Regions from separate parts of the Mus musculus genome. Here region 2 is linked to region 1. The links are chromatin contacts, called in public promoter capture Hi-C maps. All regions are on one chromosome and are shown on one strand. The core of a region is the stretch at or near the end of the contact, and the rest is flanking DNA. Distances in the headings are between cores, read along the strand shown. Region 1 holds the start of Galnt12 (polypeptide N-acetylgalactosaminyltransferase 12). Region 2 overlaps Gabbr2 (gamma-aminobutyric acid (GABA) B receptor, 2).

The links. Promoter capture Hi-C pulls out the DNA fragments that hold promoters and counts their contacts.
Region 2: a contact with region 1 is called in a promoter capture Hi-C map of hematopoietic stem and progenitor cells, with 2.9 times the contacts expected there. The contact joins the enhancer-like site here to the promoter of Galnt12 in region 1. A contact is called at or near these places in 10 of 39 promoter capture datasets (the 3T3-L1 cell line, embryonic stem cells, epiblast stem cells and 5 more), 5 of 115 datasets of contacts at active chromatin or transcription factors (bone marrow-derived macrophages, forebrain, large pre-B cells and 1 more) and 1 of 9 other capture datasets (adipose tissue).

The regions. Positions count from the first base shown.
Region 1 is chr4:47,088,062-47,094,152 of GRCm38.p6, forward strand. It overlaps Galnt12 (polypeptide N-acetylgalactosaminyltransferase 12), which reads left to right and starts at 3,862. Exons shown (of 10, transcript NM_172693.4): 1 at 3,862-4,267. The coding sequence starts at 3,912.
Region 2 is chr4:46,671,697-46,677,787 of GRCm38.p6, forward strand. It overlaps Gabbr2 (gamma-aminobutyric acid (GABA) B receptor, 2), which reads right to left. Exons shown (of 19, transcript NM_001081141.2): 16 at 5,774-5,956; 17 at 2,751-2,880. Among named protein-coding and RNA genes, the nearest start is that of Tbc1d2, 25 kb to the left of the region's middle. Within about 2 kb of position 3,930, at least 18 of the 459 cell types and tissues checked have an H3K27ac peak or open chromatin away from gene starts, as enhancers often do. A contact at or near this core is called in hematopoietic stem and progenitor cells, where this site is marked.

The sequences.
Region 1 (6,091 bases), core at 2,612-5,111:
CTTGGCCTCATACTAACTTTGGCAATCTGTTCTAATCTTTTGGCTCCTTCTCATTCTCTGGCTTGTTCTGTCTTCACCTGTGTCTAGCTTGTTCTCTTTCTACAACCTCTGTACAACTGTCTCGGTAAAACTTTCCTCTCTACTTTCTCTCTCTGCTTGTTGTCTCTTACTTTTCCTCTGTTCTCATGAGAGTTCTGCATATCTGATCCTGCCAAATCTTTCTGTCACCTTGTCTTGTCACCTTGTCTGCCACTCAATTTAGACATCACTTTCAAACATGGGCACTTCCTTCTACAAACTAACTTTACCTTCATTGTTTGGGCTTAAAGGTGCGTACTAAGGACGAGTCTGTATTCCAGCTGGAGAAGCCATAATGCTGGATTAAATCCCTCTACAGCCATCAGAGGTTCCTGTCCCATCTTACTCTACTCTCCTTCCTGTTGTGCCTGGTGACCAGTTCCCAAGAAGGGCACTGATGTTTAAATTAAATAGGAAGCTCCAAGTATCACGTAGTAAATATCAATGTCCTGGTTTCAGGAGACTGACAGATGACCTGCTTGTCATCTTCCTGCCTGATATATATACATGTGTGTCTGTGTGTGTGTGTGTGTGTGTGTGTGTGTGTGTGTGTGTGTGTTTCCCCAGGAGATAAGGCCTTATATGTAGCCCAGGCTGGCCTCTAAAACTCACATTGCAGCCAAGAATGATCTTTACTCCGCTTCCCAACTGCTGCTGGGCTTCTAGGCACGCTTCACCACGCCTGGCTGCTTGTCATGTTTGGAAGCAGAGTCTCCCTGCACTTGCCCAGGCTTCATCCTGCTTCAGAGCCCTCTCCCTGGATTAATGCCATTACAGAAGCTGAGTGTGCCCTTTGGAGCCAGCCAGAAGCTAAGCACCATTTGCCTCCATCCCAAGTTTTAGCTTTTGTTGGTTTTTTTCGCTTTGACCCGGGGTCTCATGATGTACCCATGATCCCGTGCTCTACCGGGACTTGGGATCTTCCTCCTTCAGCCTGGGATCTCAAGTGTGCAGCAGAGTCGATCTGGAGTTCTAGAATGGATATGGCCCCCACGTTAGTTCTTTCTGCTGGAAGGGCAGGTGTGAATTCGACATAGTTCTGTGCATCGGGTCCCATAGCCAGGTGATGTCAGCAAGTGCTAGATTATCTCTACTTCTGTGGAAAGAGATATGGAGGGCATCCGGGTGAGCCTGAGCCAGTCCGAGCTTGCCAGAAGTCCAGACCACCCTGACGGCCCACCATGTGGATTTCAGATTGACCAACCAGCATCTACCATAGTCTGTTCTTCCTTATAGTGAATGACTTAGTCTCTCTTTCCCTAATTCTGTTTCATGCTGTTATAAAATACAATAGCCTAAAACTCAGCCTGAAAGTATCGGTCTGCACCCCATATGGGGTGACATAACTAAATGTGGGGAACCAAGAAAAAATTAGCAATAGTAAAACGCAAAGAGCAAACATCTATTCAACATAAAATGTAAGGAATCCCATGTTTTTCTGGTGGCCTGTGTTATATCAAGTGACTTTACTGCAGCCTCCGTTCTGAACACGCACTGTGTGTGCTTTGTGCTGTGAGCCATCATAATTTGCAATGCTGGTGATGCTGCCTGAACCCACCTCAACTCAAACTTGAGACTATTGTATGATGTGAACCACAGTGTTCTTTTGCTTGTTTGTTTGTTTTTTGTTTTACTGAACATACAGTTTTCACTTTTACAGAAACAAAAGTTTCTTATGGGAAACCAAGTCCCTTACTGCCCATTCGTCAGTATGGAAGTATTAAGTGGATTGCATTGTGTAAAGGTGTTTGATTTTTAAAATAGCTGTTTGAGTTTTGATTCATAGAAAAAAGATCATTAAGTCGATTTTGGCTCCAGAGACTGGAGAGATGACTCAGTGGTCCACAGTGGTTGCTGATTTTGCGGAGGACTAGAGTTGGGGTTCCCAGCACCTGCGTGGGGCAGTTCACAGCTACCAGCAACTCTAGCTTCAGGGGACCCAATGCTCTTTCCTGGCCTCCACTGACACTCCCACATATGAGGTACACATTCACACACACCCACACACACACACATACACATAAATTTTTTAAAAACTGGAGATTTTATTTTTCTATCTTATATGTATGAGTGTCTGTCATATATAAGGCACACACATATATAAGATATTATATGTCATATGAATACATATGCATACATATTTGTATATAAATGCACCATGTGTATACAGTGCCCAGGGCACCCAGAAGATGGTGTCAGATCCCCAGGGACTGGAATTACAGACAGTTGTGAGCTGCCAAGTAGATGTTGGGTCCTCTGGAAGAGCAGCCAGTGCTCTTAATGGCTGAGCTATCTCTACAGCACCAACATAAATCTTTAAAAACAAATTTTCTTGGGACTGGGGCAGAATTTCAAAACAACACTCCAAAATATAGTTCTGCTACCTGGCACCACACATTTATGTGAAATGGCACTCCCAGCATTGGGATTTTTAAAATGAAATTATCAATCAACTCTGAAAATTATGACGATGGTTTGTGTCCTGTAGTATCAAATGCTTAGCCTTAATTTAAGTCTTTATATAAAAATAAGCAAGTCCATCCATCTTAACATGTAAACGGCTTTCTTTTATTAATAGTAAAATTATATGTATTTTAAAGATTGTTTTAAAATGAGTTTCTTTATGACTTACTATAAGTAAGTGGTTGATTTATATACTGGTTTTATATACATATACACCCAGAATTACACAAAAACTTCTGCCGTGAAAATGTGCTATTAGTGGCAAAATTAATAATAATAATAAGCCATCCTGAAAACGCTGCAGTGGCTGAAGGCTTCAGGAAGAGTTGGTAAGGTGGGGCAAGGCAAGTGGGTGCAGGAACAGAATTTGCAAAGGCACCAGCCTAGCTTGGCTCCTTCCTCCCCCCACAACTAAAGGTAAAAGTGGCAGTTTGTGTAAATTACTGAAGACATTTTATTCCTAAAAGTTAGAGGCCAGCCTGGGCTATGTAGAAAGTTTAGAGTCAACCAGGACTACAGAGTGAGACCATATTTCAGTCAACATCAGGGGCTGGGGCTGGAGACACTATTTAGCTAGGCTTGGTACCACTGACCTGTAATTCTAGGACTCAGGAAAGGAGGCCAGCCTGGGTTACTTGAGATTCCGACTATGATACAGCAACACATTTTTGATTTAAACTTTAAATTTAAAACTTTTATCTGTATGCATGTATGTATACACAAGTGTCTATATCACACGTGGGGGTTGGAGGACAACTTGAGGGAGTCCTCCTTTCACCATGTGGGGATGGATGGAACTCTGTCCTTCAAGCTTCGAAGCAAGGGCCCCGTGGCTCCCCTTTTCTCCTATAAGCCCTGAGCCAAACCTGATACATTACAGGAAAGGATGGTGTGTGTGTGTGTGTGTGTGTGTGTGTGTGTGTGTGTGTGTGTGATGGGCCTGCGGAGTGTAGGTGTCCCTAAAGCAAAGACTGAAAAACATAGCTTGGAAAACCATGGGCTCCAGTTAGTTATTCTAGGCGCCACTGAGTACCGCACAGAGCCGCCTGCAGCTTTCATGAGTCTTGGCCAGCACATCCTGAACACGTAGTGGCTAAGGTTAAGGACCTTCCATCCGGGATAGTGCTAGTGTCACGTAAGTTCAAGGAAGGGTCCCCATAGCGCCCAGAGCGCTGTGCTCAGCCCACACTCACGCCGCAAGGGTCGCCAAGCTCTCTGCTCTCTCATGTGGGCACAGGCAGGTGGGCGCGGGAGGCAGCAGCCAGGAAGAGGGCGGGGCGCAGGTGGGGCGGGCCGGGGGCGGGGCGACCGCGGTTCCGGGATCCGGGTCCAGCCTCGGCCCGAGGCCGCGGGGTGCAGCTAGCGGGTGCATGTGGGGGCGTGCGGTGAGGAGGCGCTGCCCGCGGGGGCTGCGGCGCGGCCGGGAGGCGTTGCTGGCACTGCTGGCCCTGGCAGGGCTGGGCGCGCTGCTGCGGGCTCGAAGCAGGTCGGGGACGGTGGACCCGGGACCCCCGCGGACTCCTCTCCCCGGGCGTCACGAGCCAGTGCTGCCCAGGCCGCCGCTGCCCGCCGATGCTCTGGGAGCGCATGGGGAGGCGGTGCGGCTGCAGCTGCAGGGCGAGGAGCTGCGGCTGCAGGAGGAGAGCGTGAAGCAGCACCAGATCAACATCTATCTGAGCGACCGTATCTCGCTGCACCGCCGACTGCCCGAGCGCTGGAACCCTCTGTGAGTAGTCGCGGAGCACTGGCGCGTGGGACGCAGCATCCTTCTCGGGAGGAGGTGGTGCAGAGCGGGGGTGGTGGTGGGGCGTATCTAGAGGGCGAAGAGGCGGGAAAGTTAAAAAAAAAAATCAGAACGAACCTAAGAAAGTCAAACTGGTAACTGAGTGGTCCCTTGAATCAGACACCTCAAAGTTGTCATTCTGTCGGGACAGGGTGAGATTCGAGTTAAACACACTGAAGAGACCCCTACTTCGTGCCTGTGGGGGCAGTTAGGACTGTGGGTGTGGCTGTGACTCCGGAGAGCTGACGGCGACTAGCACAGGGCTGACCCCATTCATTGGTGTGGGTGTGCTGTTGCCCAGGGATAGAGCAGAGCCATCGAGATGCCCAATGGCCGTGCCCGAGGCCCGGAGCCGCCTCCCTTTCTCTCTGGCTGTTGAAGTCCTAGCTTTGGGTGGAGGGCGGTGGGAAGAAGAGGTTTGTGGGAAGGGCGCCTGTGACTCTTGAGTCCAGCCGAGCACACTCTTGTAGGTGGTGCAGGGCAGATCCTGTGTAGTCAGAGCCTAGTTCCTGTTGAAGCTGCTGGCTTTTCAACAGGTGAGAGACAAGGAAGCAAACACCCGCAGCAGCTGCTGCTGCCACCTTTACCCTCAGTCTCCCAGACGCCTCCACCCTTTAAATTTGTTACAGAACTTTTAGTTCCCACTTGAGCTCGGTAGATTGCCTGGAAAACAGAACTCAGAAAGGGGTCCTGGTTAGAGCCACAGGGCCAGCCTGGTGTGATTATCAGGCGCTTGCCACATTCTACTCTCCAGGCCTTGACAGTTCTTTTTTTTTCCAGTTTGGAAATGGACTCAGAGGGCATAGGCAACACTGACCTGCGAGAGGATGAGATGCGGTCTGCTGTGCCCCTTCCTCCATCAGGGAGAGTTTAACAGATTTAACTGAATTTCTCTCACCTACCGCAATGGCTTTGCCCGAAGCCCTTTTCACTCTCTTTCCGAGTCAAAATTGCTGGGATTGGCAGGGATTCTCCACTCCTACCCAGTGCCTCAGGCAGCTTCAGCTCTTTGAAAGGTCAGGTCTTTTGCTCACTAGTTCTGCGGTCTCCGACAGTGGGGTTCAGTCTTTAGTTGATTTGGCCTCAGTTTCCTTGTTTGCCAACTAGGGAACCGATGAGGGTTAGTCTGTACACTCTGTGTAAGTGGGCTGAAGGAATGCCGCCTCAGACTTAATAGTCAGCATGTACCTGGGAGCACCCTGTCCTGCTTACTTCCTCTTTCCTCGACTGCCCCTTCGTGTCATCTGCATTTGGCTGGAAAGTTATTCTTCTCCGGATCCAATTTCCTTTATGGTTAGGAGTTGTGAATATCTCTTTGAAACACTTTAGATGACCTGTGGGGCTTATGGTTTCCTGTCTCCATGGTGATGCAGCTGCCTTGTGTCCTGCCGGGATTTGAGACTAGATCCTGCTGTGCCATTGACCCTGGAAATTAATCCAACCCAGCAGGATGGGCCTTGCCTCTGACTCAGGCCTGCCCCATTAGTTTCGGCTAGCCTGAGAAAAAGGTAAACTGGAGCTGTGTATGTCTGGATCAGGACAGTCTTTGAGGCACAGCCTCCATATGGTTAGCAGTGCCGGGGCCTTGCAAGGGAGTCTCACTAATACCGCATAATAGTCCTACCCTCCGCCCCCTTATTCTCAGGGAGCAGCTTCCAGATCCTAGTAGATGTCTGACTTCTCACGTGGTACCAAACCTTATGTATACTAAGCACTGTGATACCGCACTGTGATGTAGCACCAAGTCCTGCAACAAGATGGCTGCTA
Region 2 (6,091 bases), core at 2,680-5,179, 420 kb before region 1:
CAATATATAGTTTTGGGCAGAGGCAGGAAGGTCTCTGTGAGTTTGAGGCCAGCCTGGTCTACAGAGTGAGTTCTGGGGCAGATAAGGCTACACAGAGAAACACTGTCTTGAAAAAAAAATCAAAATCAAAAAGCAAACTGACCAACAAACCAAAACCAACCAATCAACCAACCAACCAAAACCCTACCAAACCCACAAACCCAAACTCAACCCAAACAAACAAGAGACAAAAAACCTTAAAAAACAAAACAAAACAAAATCAATATATAGTTTTAAAAATCAGCATTTTACTGCATAGCCCAGGCTATCCTCAATCTGATTAAGACCTCCCCCTTCCGGGACTTCTTATGAGCTTACCACTTGGTTTCATCTAGTCCTTCCTCGTTTTCACTTTTTATATTTAAATCTGTGTCCGTCTGGATATTAGTGTTCACGTTACAAAGTACAGTACAAAGTGAAGCTATACCTCTGCTTTTCCCACATGGCTACTCTCGTAGCTCAGGGAAGTTAACTGAAAAAATTTCCCTCCACGAATCTGAAGTGCTTCCCTTTGAAAAGGAGTTACTAGGACAGACAGGGTCTCACTGTGCAGCCCTGGCAGGTCCACGGCTCATTAGGTAGATCAACTTGGACTCTAATTCCCAGAGTTCTGCCTGCCTCTACCTCCTGAGAGCTGGGATTAAAGGCATGCGCCACTATGCCTGGCCCAAGAGTAAGTCTTATCCTTTAAAGTTCTTTGTAACTATTTCAATTAACATTTCTTTACAATTAACATTTTATATAACACACACACACACACATGCATGCACGCACACACATGCACACACTATGTGTATGTCTTTCTGTGTGAAACTTCTAAAGTCTGAATGTATCTCTAGTCCCAGCACTTGCAGGTGGAGACAGGAAGAGCAAGCATTCAAGGTCATCTTTGACTGACTATGTAAAAAGTTCTAGGCCAACCAGGCAGTGGTGGCGTTCACCTTTAATCCTATCGCTTATGAGGCCAACATAGGCAGATCTCTGAGTTCAACAGCAGCCTGGTCTACAGAGTGAGTTTAAGAATAAAAGAAACAAAATCTTTTCATTTTCATTAATTTAAAAGTAGATTTTTGCACACACTGGAGGTTGGACCTGGAACCTTGAGTATGACAGGCAGGTCCTCTATAGTGAGCTGCAGCCATAGCCCCTAAAATAACTTCATAGTAAATGATGCATGTATGCTGAGAAACGCCAAACACCAGGGGAGTGCTTGTGTACAATGAAAAGCAAGAGAACGGTTGCATGCTGTGCTCTGAAGTACCAAGCCTTTCCCACAGGACACGGTTGACAGCCTGCTTGTTCTCTCTAGTCCTTTAAAAACTGCACTTACACAAACACTCACATATGGCTGCATGTGCCCCTCCCCCGTGAGTGAGTGTGTGTGTGTGTGTGTGTGTGTGTGTGTATTATAATGCTGGCTTCTTGAACTCAGAGAGCACTCGGGAGGCAGAGGCAGGAGGATTTCTGAGTTTGAGGCCAGCCTGGTCTACAGAGTGAGTTCCAGGATAGCCAGGGCTACACAAAGAAACCCTGTCTGGAAAAAAACCAAAAAAAAAAAAAATTAAAAGAGACTTACTATTTTTTTATGTGTGTTTCTGTGCATATGCATGTGTGTATACATGTTTGTGTGTATGCATGTGTGTGTGTGCATGTACGTGTGTGTGTGTGAGTTTACGTGCTCCATAGGTATGAAGATACCCGAGGAGGCCAGAAGGGGGCATCAGATCCCCTGGAACTGAACCTATGGATGGTTATGAGTTGCTCAATGTGGGTGCATGAACTGAACTCAGGTCCTCTCAGAGCATTGTTCTTAGCCATTGAGTCACCTCTCCAGCCCCTTTAACAAGATAAGCACACACTCTGTCACTCAGCTACTTCATTATCCCTTATCTCACCTTTAAGTGGCTTTACAATGTGCTCTGTTTGACCGTTTTATAACTGATGAAGTCGCTTTAACTGATGTACACATACGCTAGTGGAAGCCTTTCTCATCTATCAATAATGTTACAGTGAACAGTTAGGTGCCCACATGGATACATTTCTTGCTGGGAAGTGCTACCTCAAGGGGTTTAACGCTTCATATTTGGAGAGGCTCAGCCTGATTTCCAACATCACAGACGAATGTACTCTTCCATATGTCCTGCTCACACTGGCTTTTGCTAAGAGATAGATAGAGTGGGCCATGTCATAGTGACCTGTTCTCATGTGGTTGGTCAGAGGGCCCAGCATCCTAGCACACCCGTCTGGCTGCTCTCCTCCCGTACACACCTGGGATGCTTCTTTTTTTTTTTTTTTTTCTCGAGACAGGGTTTCTCTGTGTAGCCCTGGCTGTCCTGGAACTCACTCTGTAGACCAGGCTGGCCTCGAACTCAGAAATCTGCCTGCCTCTGCCTCCCGAGTGCCGGGATTAAAGGCGTGCGCCACCACGCCCGGCTACCTGAGATGCTTCCTAAGGTGTGAAGCAAATATCAGTCATCCCCTGTGGCCCAAGGAGGGGAAAAAAGTGTGTCCCTGTCAGAACACTGGGGCACCAGCTCTGCTGTGAACAAGCAGATATGGCGTCTGAGGGTGGAAACTTGAAGGACGGGAGAAGAAGACTCTGAACAGAGGTGTGTAGGCAGGAGACGAGGGTCCAGGGCCTTCAGCTCTGTCTGTCTGTCTGTCTGTGTTCATGGCTTCGGGTCCCATCTCTGGGCCCTGCCTCTGCTCACCTGTGCTCTCTGTGAAGTTGCCCAAGCTGAGGATGTCGTTGAGCTCTTGGTAGTGATTCTGTTTGATGTATGTGGTCTTCTCTGGTGTGTCTTGTAGCTGCATGGTGACTTCTTCCAAGTCTTTGTCCAGCTGGAAGACAAGATTCCATCTGAGACCAAGTTCCTGGTCCCAGCCCCTGGGATTCGACCCCTGCATCTCCCCCAACCCCTTTTGGTGTTTCCAGACAGGGTTTCTCTGTGTAGTCGTGGCTGTCCTGGAACTCACTCTGTAGATCAGGCTGGCCTCAGACTCAGAGATCTGCCTGCCTCTGCCTTCCGGATGCTGGGATTAAAGGTGTTAGCCATCACTACCCGTCATGGCCTCTGCATCCAGAGGACTTTGTTGCACTCATTCAAGCAGGAGCTGAGATGAGATGGACCAGAGGTTGGCAGTCACATGATTTGTCTGGGCTTGAGTCTTGAGTAGGTCCAAGGAAGACCAAGAGGCAAGGAAGGAGCAGGGATAAGCAGAGAGGCCAGCTGAGGCCAAGGGAAGACAGGCTATACTTCCTGGCTCCGTACAGGGCGTGTGAGTCTCAGCCTCTATCTGTGGCACAAGGACATGACAGTACCCGCCTCATAGGATGTATGAAGGCTCAGTGAGATGATGCATGGGGCGTTTATCCCGGTGCCTGACATAAGGAGGGGACCAGCTGCTAGAGGACTATCAGAATTATCATTACAGCTTCTCAGCAGACCCATCCAGGAGACTCCCAGGCAGAGCTTTGCATCCCTGAGCCCTATACAGTTTCCAGCCAGCTGGGTTACCTGGGGAAGCCGAGCAGGATGAGACTCAGTTATGCTTAGGTTACAGAAGAATTAGAGCAAAACCAGGGAAGTGTGTGTGGGTGATGGACAGCGGACATTGGGATGGCTAGTGGGTATCCAGTTATAGAACAACAAGGGAGTTTTATTAACTGTGAGTCACTCTTCTGAGGTCGGGGCAAAGCTGCTGCCTACTAAGTTTCTACATGAATGAAAAAACAAACCACTACTCTTATTTGTGCTATGCAGTGGCAGGGCTGGGAGCCGAGGATTGGTCCAATGGAACGTCGATTAAGGCTCAATTCTAGGGCAAGCAAAGCCACACTGGGCCTCTCAGCAGTGGGCGATTATGCTGCTGGAAGGAAGTGGAGGGCTTAGTCCGGTGCTGTGTCATTGCTTGCTATAGATGTCTGATGAACTAGCAGTGGGCTCAGAGCGGCAAAACTGATGGTTTCTTTGCCACAGAGGCTGGTGGAGGAAGCCCCATCTTAAACTGTTTCAGGGGTGTGAAACGAGTGTGTCGGCTCTCGGTGTGGCAGGGTTGGTTCTATGACCCCACTGAGGTTGCTGGATCTAGCAAAGGAAAATGCAGGAGTCCTGTGGAGTTTAACCCTCAGAGAGCAAAAGCCCTCTTTGTGGTTTAGGTACTGCCTGCACTCGGTAAGCAGGGTTCTGAAGGGATCTCTAACAAGCCCAAGCCTGCAAGCATGTTAGGTCTTCTCCTCTCTCCTTCCGCCTCTTGTTAAACCACTGGATTACATCCCTAAAGCTAGCCATCAAGGTTGATTCCCTTATTTGGGCACTTTCTTTGCCTGACTAAAACACTAAGGTCCAGTTATCAAAACACCAAAGTCCAGAAATTAAAATTCGTTACTTGTCTATGCTGATTAAAATGTTCAATTAGAATTTACCAACTCATCCCAGCACAGACTTCCCCTTTTCTTCTTGAAAACCACTCCTGCAGAGACACCTGCTGCTGTCTTTGCCAGATCCAGAGGCAGCCCCTAGCTCGGCCCTCTGGGGTGATAATCTCCTTTGTGCTGGGTGTGTTCTGTGCTGACTCCGAGGCCCCTTCATATACACCCTGAAAACACGATTGCTAGTTTATATGAAATTAAGAAATACCTGGTCACCTCATATCCAATCTAGCTACCAGCTTCTGCCCCCTGCAAAGGGTCTGGCAAGAGGCTACATTTCCCAGTCTCCTCTGTGCTCTGAGGCTAAATGAGCTCATGAAAATTTTGGCAGCACAGAGAATCAGAGCCAAACTGTATGCAAAGTGTGTGTGTGTGTGTGTGTGTGTGTGTGTGTGTGAGAGAGAGAGAGAGAGAGAGAGAGAGCGAGAGAGAGAATGTGTATGAACATGTGTGTGTGAGCATGCTTGTGTGTGTGTGTGTGTGTGTATGTGTGTATGTGTGTGTGTGAGCATGCTTGTATATGTGTGTATGTGTGTGTGTTTGTGTGTGTGTGTGTCACTTGCTTAAGAGGTGATTTCTTATGTGGGCTCTCTGTGTCTCTTCTCTCTGAGATTGAGGCCATGTTTTCATCCTCCTGAGCCTGGGGAATAGCAGGAAGCAGAAGAGAAGCCCCACCCCACAAATGACCCCGCCCAGCCGTGACTGCAGTCCTCATGGCTACTAGGGAAGGGAGAAGTAAACGCACTTTCATTTTTCAGATAGTAGCCCAGGCTGGCCTCATGGCTCTCCTTTTCCAGCCCCTCTTTTGGGGCTATCTGCTTTTGAGACCTCTTTGTTGCTGTTGCTTGGCCAGCACCCTAACTTGACTCAGCCCAGGTGTAGGTTCAGTCAGAACCCTAGGACGTGAGAGTGAGACCTCATCTGGGGTATGGCTTAGACATGAAGTGTCCTGGCTATGCCCTCTCTGGACTATTCAAGAAGCAATTCAGAACTGGGGGACAGGTTCACCACAGCACAGCCACTCTGGGGAAGCTTATCTTTGTACTCTCTTACCATGCTGAGCATTGGGGGGGTGGGTATGGGGGTCCTCCTTGCAGATACTCCCAAGTTTTGTCTCTTTTTGAACACATTGGGGACTGTTGGACTCTGTCTAGGCCAATTGGCGCTAAGTTTGGGTCGGATGTGCTAAGCTCCCTGTTGCCATGACCCGGGCTGTTCTAGAGGACTATGGAGCAGGGATTGTTTGGAGACCAGGTAGAGGGAAGGGACAGGAGGATCGGAGGTCTCCAGCTGTGGACGTACCTCTGTGATCTTCATTCGTAGGCGGTGGTTTTCTGACTGCAGTCCCTCCAGGCGTGACGTGCTCGCCTGGTTCACGCTGGTGACTGAGGTGGAGGTCTTCGAATCTTCTTTCTTCTGGTTCTGTGTGAACTGGAATCGCCTGTTCTGAGTGGCTGCGTCAGGGTTTGTCCTCAGAGTGATGAGCTGAAGGGACAGAGGCGGCTTGCAGTGAGACTCCTGCCACTCTTCTCTCTCTCCAATCATGTTCCCCCACCAAGTCCTACATGGGAACTGACAGGGTCCCCCATCCCGGAAGGAGGCAGGCTGGGGCTCAGGAGC